Regions from separate parts of the Xenopus tropicalis genome. Here region 2 is linked to region 1. A link is a contact called in public Hi-C data. All regions are on one chromosome and are shown on one strand. Each heading gives the region's core, a stretch centred on a gene start, on an enhancer-like site or on the middle of the called end of the contact. The rest is flanking DNA. Distances are from core to core; before and after follow the strand shown. Region 1 overlaps plekhg5 (pleckstrin homology domain-containing family G member 5). Region 2 overlaps plekhg5 (pleckstrin homology domain-containing family G member 5).

Region 1 (4,964 bases), core at 1,504-4,003:
TATTTAAATTGCCATCTCTAATTCAAACCACTTCCTGGTTGCTAGGGTAAATAAGACCCTAGCACCCAGATAGCGGCTGAAATACCAAAGCTGCTAAACAAAAAGCTTAGTAACTGAAAAACCATAAAAAAATAAAAAACTAGGACCAACTGCAAATTGTCTCAGAATAGCAATGTCTGCATTATACTAAAAGTTAATTTCAAGGTGAACTACTCCTTAAAGAATTGTTTTTTGCCCCTCTGATAAATAAGCCCTTTTTATTGAAAACCAATAAGATGATCTGTATCATAGGAAATAGACATCTGGGAAAAAATAGGGATGAATTTGCCTGCTTCTAACCCACATAATGCCGTCTTGTTACCATTCTATGCTGAGAGAGCATGGAGGAGAGCGTGCAAGTCAGTTGTATTACAGGCAGTACGTGCTCTGCCTATCTGAAAATGTTTTTCTAACCTTCTCCAGTTGTACTGTATATAATAAAGCACCCCACCACTGACAGATGTAATGATATTGCTTAACTTCCTTTTTCATTTTCCCCTCTGTATTCCTCTAATGGCAATGTTAAGAGATAAATGTAATGTTTCCTTTTGTATTGTTTCAAGCTTGCAGATTTGCCACTTTTTATCATTACACGTGTTTATGCCCTTAAAGTGCATGACAACCCCCAAAATAATTTTTTGCCTAATAAAAGAAAACATAATTCCAACATTCCAATGTGAATTCATCCAAAATGTTTAGTGCTTCAAAAGTTAGTTGTAAATGTAATTGCTACTGAAAGCAGCATTTGCTGAACTCCTGGTTGTTACTTTTTAAACAAAGTTGCAAAGCCAGTCTCCTCCAGCAAGACAGTAGTTATGGGCAGGCCACTCAGACACCCGGGGGACTCGTAGGACCTGTGGGTCGGATGGGTTCAGGCCAACACGCACATAAGTTCCTCGGGTCACGGGTGGGTTTGGGCCGAGCTCTTCCTGCCGCCCTTTCCGCCTGCGACCTAACTGAGCCCCACTTCTGCCTACAGGAGCGCCGATTTATATATGCGCGTCTGCCTTGCCCTGCCCCCTCCGTGACGTCAGAGATGGGAAGGTCAGGCACAGGTATATAAATAGCCACAGAGCAGCGGTCAGGCGAGGTTTGGGAGAGGGCATGTTAGGGTTGGGTGCGGGTCGAATTTTCGTCTGCTCGAACATCTCTACAAAACAGGTCTGTCACTCTGCTGGCTTGTGTTACATTGTTTCAAATGCCAGAGCCCACAGGGCAGGGAATAGAAATGACAGGCAAACACTGCTTCTAAGGGTGAAGACACACGGAGCTACTAGTAGCAGCTACTTGTCATGGCAATTCTTAGTATTACAATTATTCAAAGTCTGCTCTAAGCCATGCAATAAATTTAATCAAAATTTAAACAGCAAGTCAAAGCATTTGCTCACCCCTTCATAAAATCGGCCCAGGTGCCTTGCCCCGGTCCTTCACCACACTGATCCAATGGTCTGGGTGCAGCGCCCCAGATCCGTAGCAAAGGGAGACCCAGCAGTCACAAGCACAATTTCTCTGGTGGGTGCGCACTCCAAACACAAATGGAGGTGGTTAAGAAACAAAGCTTTTTTTCAGTTAAAAACCAAGCAAATTTGGAATAAATGTGTATTGCAGTTGCTTAGAATTATGTTTTCTTTAAATTGGCAAAAAATTATATTTTTGATTGACTTGTCCTTTAAAGAGTGATCTGGCTAATCAAACTTTGTTGCAGTTGAACCACATCAGCCAGTTGGAAGACAGGTTGACCAATGGGGCCTCTGGCTATCATCCACACAGCAAAGAATTCTGATTGGTTGGTCTTAGCAACCTTTAACTGGATAAATCCAATTTGGGCATTTGTATGTATAGCCAATTGATAGAACAATCAGACATGCCCATTAGTGATCTGTCCCATTCCGCTTCACCAAAAAATTTGTGGAACTGCTGAAAAATTTGCAAAATGGCGAAAAATTCCCAAAATGCAGCTAGCGGATGACTTTTATGAAAAAAAGACAACGGTTTTGATGCAACAGCGGATTATTTGACACAACCGCAATTTTTTTGATGTGCCGAATTTTTTGGGCAGTTTCACAAAAACTTTGGTTGGTGAGTCCATGCCTCATTGCTAATGCCCATAATGAACACTTAAAATGCCAACAACCATAGCATTTATAAAGCTGGTAAAAAACCATCCTTGTTCCAAAGCCCTATATTCTACTGTTCAGGGTTCTCCTTTGACCTATTGCATGCAGTGTGCTTAATAGCAACAAGTGGAATGGCAAGATGAAAAGGTGCTGACATTAAAAAGGTTAAAAATATTTTATACTGATACCTTTGTTTTCAATTGATTAAACAGTAATCTGAATGTTATGTTTACTATTCCTGTAGTCATATATACAGTAAGCATGCAGCACTTTCCATCATAAGCCACACTCTAATTGTACCTTATCTGGTTAGATCTGTACAAGCCAACTGGGCTTTCATGTATAGTAAACAAGTTAAAATGTGTTTTCATTTCTAGATTAGATATCATTGTTATTAGTATGGCTGGCTAATCTAAGCAGCTCTGCATTGTTATGCCTTCAGGGAAGAAGACTTTTCATGAAATAGTAATAGTAGTAATTTGTAATTTAATCCAGTGCAGTCACTGTATGGAGGTAATGGGAGTTGGGCACTGTTTCACATGGAGACAGGTTTCATCCTGGTGTTTTTCGTGCAAAGGCAGATGTTAAACTTAAATTGACATTGTTCTAAACAGGCTAAGAAGAACAATGCCCATTCCTCCTTACTGACTGCAGCCATTGTTGCTAAGCCAACATGTTACCAAGTTCCATTAAAAGGTAAAGATTGTCTTTCCCGTGCCACAGTATTTCTAGTCTTGTTTGGGACTGGTTGACATTCTAGAGGCATTGGCTATTAATAATTCTGGACTGAGGTGGGATTGCAGAGTATCCTCACATGAGTATACATGCCCAGAGCAGCAGCCTACAGTCTCACCCCTGCATGGGTGGTCACTGCATTTGCTGATGCCTGGAGTCTGGCACCCCGGACTAGTAACAACATATTAGATAAGAGTGTGATGACAAGTCTTTGTTTGCATAAAGTGTATAAAATAGTGTTCTGCTTTTATATAGTTTATAGGGCATTTCGCTTCTTACTTTGAGTTACTACAACTGGCCATTAGATTTTGGTATATTAAAAAGAAAAATCTTCAGTTATTATTAATAAGATACATGGTAGAGTTTTTTCAGCTCAACTAAACAAGGTATCTGCCAATTGTGGGAGATAAGATCATGTATTTTAACTAGTGTTTTAATTTAGTGTTGATGTGTTTCAAGCCCTATTCTGGTTTTAAGCCCTATTTCCGCATCAACATTTGTCCTGCTCATGATAAGCTTATTGATGCTGTATACAAAATATTGTCATTACTGTCCTCCCTGCTAAAGTACTCCAAAGTGTATCAAGAAAAATTTCACCCCAAATCCTACTCTAATTGTTGAACTGGCAGCAGGTCTGGACTATGATTCAAAATAGGCCCTGGCATTTCAAGTACACAGAGGCCCAAGCAACAACCCCAACTGCCTAATAATAATGATTGTCTCTGGCATCTTACAGCAGCCCCTCTGGCATTTGCCAGTATCCACAGATTTTCAATACGGGCCTGACTGGCAAGGATATAAATATAGAAAATGTAGATCCTCTAGTGGGGTCCAGCTGGGCACATGAAAGATCAGAAGCAAATGTCTCCTTTTATTTTAGGTAATTATAACAAATCCATAAAGTAAGGCTGAACAGTGACTTGTTGCTTGCATTATAAATTTGTAATACAAACACAATGTACTAAAGGCAAGGTGTGGCCGCCATGGGCATCACCATGGAACTAAGCATACGCCAGAGGAATTGGAGCTCAGGTGTAAAATGTGTTGCACAGCTGAGGCCTAGCAGGGTATTGACCCCTGGGAATAAGCTGTAACATTGCAACCTTGTGAGTTATTGTTTTTGGAGTTAGCCTTCATTTAAAAACGGAAGGGGTTACATAGGTTAAGGCAAAAGGCAGTTGTGTAGCATTCTATATGTTCTGCTTTTTGCAAATATTGGCGAAATATATACATATTTTTTAAATCAATCTTACAATTTATGCTGGTCTTAAAAGAAATTTTTGGTTTTGTTTTGTTTCACTAAAAACCCAGCTGCATGTTCCACTCCTGGGAGGAAATAGGAATTACATATTCAAGACGTCCATGTAAAAAGATCTTCTGGTCATTAAAGAACTAGTTTTTTTTCTACTTACATCTGTGTGCCTTCTCCTGGTTTTCTTCTTGCTTAATTTCAGGCCTGCAGCTTTCTTGTCCCTGTAGGATGGAAAGTGAAAGGCAAAAAAACCGACGTATTAGTGAAGGAAAGCTGAAGTGACACATCAAAGGGTGCGAGGGAGTATCGCTGAATCACGCAACAGGCTGGATCCCAGAGACGCCAGTTCTGTTCCCTGGAGGGCTGGGACAGTATGAGCCTTGCTAGTCTCCTGCTTGCACCCGAGCCATCCCTTCCTGCCCTACTGCAGGGCTGAAATTAATTATGTACCTTATTTTAATTAATATATTATAGGAAGACATTGGGCTGCATTAAAGGGTCCATGGAAACCCACCCCTCAATTGCATGGAGATTTGGGTCCCGATTCATAGATTAAGTATCATATCTTACATAGGTTAGAACTAACTTATACTTCTTCTTTTCGGGGAACCTAAATTATGCAAAATCAACTATGTGACCTTTGCCTTAAAGGACACGTCAACCCAAAAAATATTTTTTTGCCTAATAAAAAAAAATATTTCTAGTATAAATTTTTGTGCTACAAAAGTTATTTGTAAATGTAACTCCAATGGAACACAGCATTTGCTTAACTCCTGGTTATGACTTTTTCAAAAGTCAGTCTCCTCCAGCATGACAGGTCT
Region 2 (4,964 bases), core at 1,375-3,874, 83 kb after region 1:
GTTGCTCCCCAATCCCTTCGATGTTGCTCCCCGTATCCTCAAGGAGTTTTTGAATTTCTGGTAAGGAGGCAAGTTTTGGTTGCATAAAAACTAGGGATGCACCGAATCCAGGATTCAGTTTGGTATTTGGCCAGGATTCATCCTTTTTCGGCAGTGTTTGAATTTGGCTGAATATACGGTCCTGGCCAAACCGAATCCGAATTAGCATATGCTAATTAGGATTTGGAAGGGTTAATGTTGCCACATAAACAGTACATACAGTACAGTAATCATAGGCACTTTTGCCATTAAGCAGGTAGAAAACCTTGCCTAAGGTGGCATTTTACTAAGGGTGGCAAAAGCCCCTGGCATTTAAAGAGGGCCATACATGTATGTGGGTTCATTTCATAATCTGATCACTGAATAACTGTTTGGGACAGAAATTATTGTGCCATGGTCACTAATACTTTCTGTGATCAGAGATTCCATAATTGGTCTTTTCCCTTGTACAGCCAATGTAGAATGGCTTATTTTTAGCAACTTTTCAGTTGGTCTTCATTTTTTATTTCTTATTGTTTCTAAATTACTGTCTTCTTTTGCCAGCTTTCCAACTTTCAAAAGGGGGTCACTGACCCCAGCTGCCAAAAGACTTCTTCTCTGTAAGGCTGCAATGTTGTTACTTGTAGTTACCTACCTTTCTATTCAGACCTTCTCCTATTCATATTGCAGTCTCTCATTTAAAGCACTGCTTGGTTTTTAGGGTAAATAGATTAAGACCAATTGCATATTGTCTCAGAATACATTGTAATTGTAATAAAACTATTATATATTACATAAGTTATTTTAAAGGTAAACTACCTCTTTAGTCATCTGTTGAGAAACCATTAAACATGAGGAGAGGATGAAATTTGGTCTGCAAATTGCCACAAATTCCCTTTCCGTAATGAACTATAAAGACACACTTGTTAAGAGAAGGCACTACAGGTTGGTAAAACTTTATGAAATATGTGAAAGGGAAAAAGTGTTCAGTGTCATTTTTTTTATTAATGTTGTTTGTTATATACCCCATTTAGTAATAAATCAATATTCATAGAACAGCTGCAATTGACAGATCCAATCACAGTGGGATAACCAGGGTGTTAGCCACTTCCTGTCTGCACAAATTTCACACTATCTGGGAGATCAAGGTGAAAAGACTTGCCACTTTTTTCTGCCAGGGTCGTGCAATGGCCATAGTTTGTGGTCTTACACAAAAAGAACTGAGCAAATAACAATTGGGACAAACATGAAGCCTAATTCGCTATATGCACTCAAAATTTTTAAATTGTATTGAAATGAACAGTAACACCAAAAAATAAAATGTATCATAGCAATTAAAATATAAATTGTTGCCCTGCTCTGGTAAGAGTTGTGTGTTTTCTTTAGAAACCCTACTATAGTTTATATAAACAAAGCTTCTATGTGGCCATGAGTGCAGCTATTCAAATTAAAATAGGGCTAAATGGCACAGGTTACATAGTGGTTAAGCACTGTAAAACACTGTTGTGTTCTATGGAGCTTATCTGTTATCTGCTATGTAACCTGTGCCTTTTCCCCTTTTTTTAGCTTGAAGGGTTGTCCCCATGGCTACACAGCAGCTTTGTTTATATAAATTATAGTAGGGTTTCTGAAGCAAACACAACTTTTACCAGTGCAGGACAGGAGTACATTATATTTTAATTACTTTAAAACGCTTTTGGTGTTACTGTTATTTAATGTTAGAAACTCTAAAATGGCACTATGGACAATCATGTAGTTAGTAGACTGGAATACACCCCTCTGGTTCAGTCATTCTCTTACATTAGTTGCCTTGTATCCAGAGGCAGGTGAGGTGCCTAGGGAAGTGCCAAATAGAAATCCAGTAAAACTAGAAGAACAAGATATTGAGGTAAAGGATTAAGGTGGCCACACCGACTGACAGATGTGCTAGTTTGGTGAGGTTGGCAAACAAGCAGATCTGGGCTCAATTGTTCCACCCACTTGCAGTGCCAAATTGGCATGATCCGATTGTTGGCCCTGAGAATTACAAGGACCGCATCAATGCGCAGATACGTTGCTCTTCCAACAGTATTCTCAAATCTGGCTGATTAATATCTGTCTGATTTCCATCCACATATGGATTGAGCCATATATGGCCACTTTTGCTGTCACCCCAGCAACTATGTATTCGTCAGAGATTAATTCTAGTTTGTCATTACCAGTGTCAGTGACCCTGGCAACCACACTGCATTTTAAGGTTGAAGGCAGAAGAGGAAAAAAAATTGCAAGCCATACAAAATAAAAAATGAAGATCAATTAAAATAATAGATCTTTCTATAATACACTAAAAGAGTATTTAATGGTCAAGTATAAGCCTTCCCCTTACAAAAGAGGGCCGGCAAATGAACCAGAATTACACATATAACATTTTCACTGACAGACGTTTACCCAGTGTCACAGTCTGTCTCCACATCATACCCCAAAAGCAACCATCAATCTCTTTATCTGTACAGACTGCAGAGAATTGGGACTTACATTACTCTGTTCTGTTGTCACATATCTATACATCGCACAAAGGCACCCACCGGTGTTATTGTCATGCACTTGCTTGTGATAAAAGAAGCTGAGGCAGCAGAGACTTGGGAATCCTACTGTGTTGCCCTCCCCTACATCCCGCTATCTCCAGTCTCATTGTGTTGTCTGCACTTGCATAAAGGGAAATGGTTTGAATGGGACCATGATATATTTCAATAAATTGCAGAGCATTTGAACTGCTGAGCTCTACCACCCACATTTTAAGACGACAAAAATCAAACAGATGGCGGGTACCATTCAGAGTTATCCCTGTAGCCAACTTGAGCCTCCAATACCAACAGAGCCAACAAGTACAGTTGCTATTAACACTTATGGGAAGCTGATGTTTAATATGTTATGAATCTGCCTTCAAGACATTTACGCAAATAAATTTCAGCAAGTTGGTGGAAAGTTTGCAGAAAATAGAAATTATTATTAAGTAACAAATGATACCTTTCATTGTTAATGTTCAAAGGCAATCTATATTATCTATATAGATATATTCTATATATATTATCTATATAATAAAATCTGTTTTATCTGACATTTGAATTTTTATTTAAAGATTTACTAAATAGTTTTACCCCAGTTAGTAATATAAATATATTCATATAAATAAATAACCTCACCAGCCAGCCACAAAAGGCTTCCCCCAGAAATAGCCAGAGGAAAAATTCTTGGCAGAAAGGGAACAGATGGTGCATTATGCCAGGGCACATTATCACAAAATAAAAAGAGGCAGTAACACAAGAAAAAGCAAAAATGCATTCTATACCTTTATATATGGTATATATCTGAGCATGATGGAGGCCACCATTGTTGCAAAGCATCTTATATATATTGGAGCTTCTAAAGGAACTACAAAGCTGTTAGAAGAGCAATTTATTTTAATGTGTGTGACAGCTTTTTATTTTATTTGTGTTACTTTTGCTTTAAATACAGATTATATGGCCAGGTTGTAATTAGGATACCTTGGTTAATGGAGACTAACTGGGACAAACAATAAACATATGGATAAGCATGAAACATTTAAATGTATTGTTCCTCCTGCAAAAGAAAGCTTTTCTACACTGTATGGCCAAAATAATCCAGACACCCCTTCTAAAATTGCATGATCTTAGCTGGAACATTCCCCGCTGAGATCCAAACTACTCTGGAAGCCACATCAGCAGAGGAACTATTTATTGGGAGCACGAGTTCTGTATGTGGACACACCCAAATGACTCCATTAAGAATGACAATAAGCGGTCTCATACCCACTGCCACGGGCACTATATCACCATGGCATCATCAGGGCATGATGTGCAAGTCTGTTATCTCTGTGATGCTTTGTGATTTGGTTTTGACTTGACTTTATTGCAGTGGCTTATGCTGATAATCTGTTATGTTTGTAATCAGTGGTGTTACAATAATTTAACAAACAAGTGTTACAGAGTAAAAAAGCTTACAGTCTTAAGGGTTATAATTGTAAGAATCTAAAACTTTCACTATTTAGCATTAAGACCGACACACATGGAGCTGATTCTCACCAAGCGAATAGATACTACCCAAGAATCAGCTCCTCCACTTTAAAAATCTTTTAGTTATGCCTGCTCCCAGAAGCATTGAATCCATCCAGGTACAGGCAAACTCAAGCAGTTTCAGGCAGAAATATGCTATGTGTGCAGGGTTGGACTGGGGGTGTAGGGCCCTGCAGGTGCACCCGCCGGCTGTGTCCCCCGCTGTACCACTTAACATCCCGCAGGGGCCCCCTACTGAGCCTTCCTAAACCCCTCACAGGGGCCCCACCCGACATCCTCCCCCGAGCGCACGTAAATTGAACGCATCAAGGGACGAACACCGTCAGCCACAGGAGTGCCAGCAAGGGTCGGGTCGGGTCTGGGCCACTGGGGCACACCGGGTTTTTTCCCGGTGTCCCGGCAGCCCAGTCCAACCCTGTACATATGCCTACACTCGTAGCATATGCAAGCAAAATTAATGATACGTAGCATCATGATAAACATATTTTGTATCTGCAAATGGAATGTGGTGATCAGAAATCAGCCCATTAACTCCCTTATATGGAATTTTTCCTTCATTTATAAAATGTCTGAAAGTAACATTTACCAGGAAAAAAACAGATTCAAGTCAAATAAATAAAGTGCTGCCTTGTATATCCCAGTGTGTTGCAACAGCTATAATTTTACCTTGGTTTCAAGTTTCTTATTTTGTATTTTTAGACCCTGAGCATTTAACTGGACTCAGTAAATCTTTGTGACTGACCAAGTATTTAAAAATGTATCATATTATACTCTATGTGGTATCTTTGGAAAAAAACAAACTTTTTTAATTGAAGGAGATTAGAAGGGATCTCTCTCACCTCACAAAAAAATAATAGAATTTCCAAGAGTTGG

Evidence for each region. Hi-C and Micro-C count contacts between places; a contact is called where the count stands out from the background.
Region 2: a contact with region 1 is called in a Hi-C map of neurula embryo, with 1.8 times the contacts expected there. The contact joins two enhancer-like sites. A contact is called at or near these places in 4 of 5 Hi-C or Micro-C datasets (brain, gastrula embryo, neurula embryo and 1 more).

What each region holds. Positions count from the first base shown.
Region 1 is chr7:99,313,593-99,318,556 of UCB_Xtro_10.0, forward strand. plekhg5 (pleckstrin homology domain-containing family G member 5) reads right to left here. Exons shown (of 22, transcript XM_031905609.1): 5 at 4,304-4,364. Among named protein-coding and RNA genes, the nearest start is that of tnfrsf25, 73 kb to the left of the region's middle. Within about 2 kb of position 2,754, at least 2 of the 11 cell types and tissues checked have an H3K27ac peak or open chromatin away from gene starts, as enhancers often do. A contact at or near this core is called in neurula embryo, where this site is marked.
Region 2 is chr7:99,396,812-99,401,775 of UCB_Xtro_10.0, forward strand. All of the region lies in intron 2 of plekhg5 (pleckstrin homology domain-containing family G member 5), which reads right to left. Among named protein-coding and RNA genes, the nearest start is that of plekhg5, 43 kb to the right of the region's middle. Within about 2 kb of position 2,625, at least 2 of the 11 cell types and tissues checked have an H3K27ac peak or open chromatin away from gene starts, as enhancers often do. A contact at or near this core is called in neurula embryo, where this site is marked.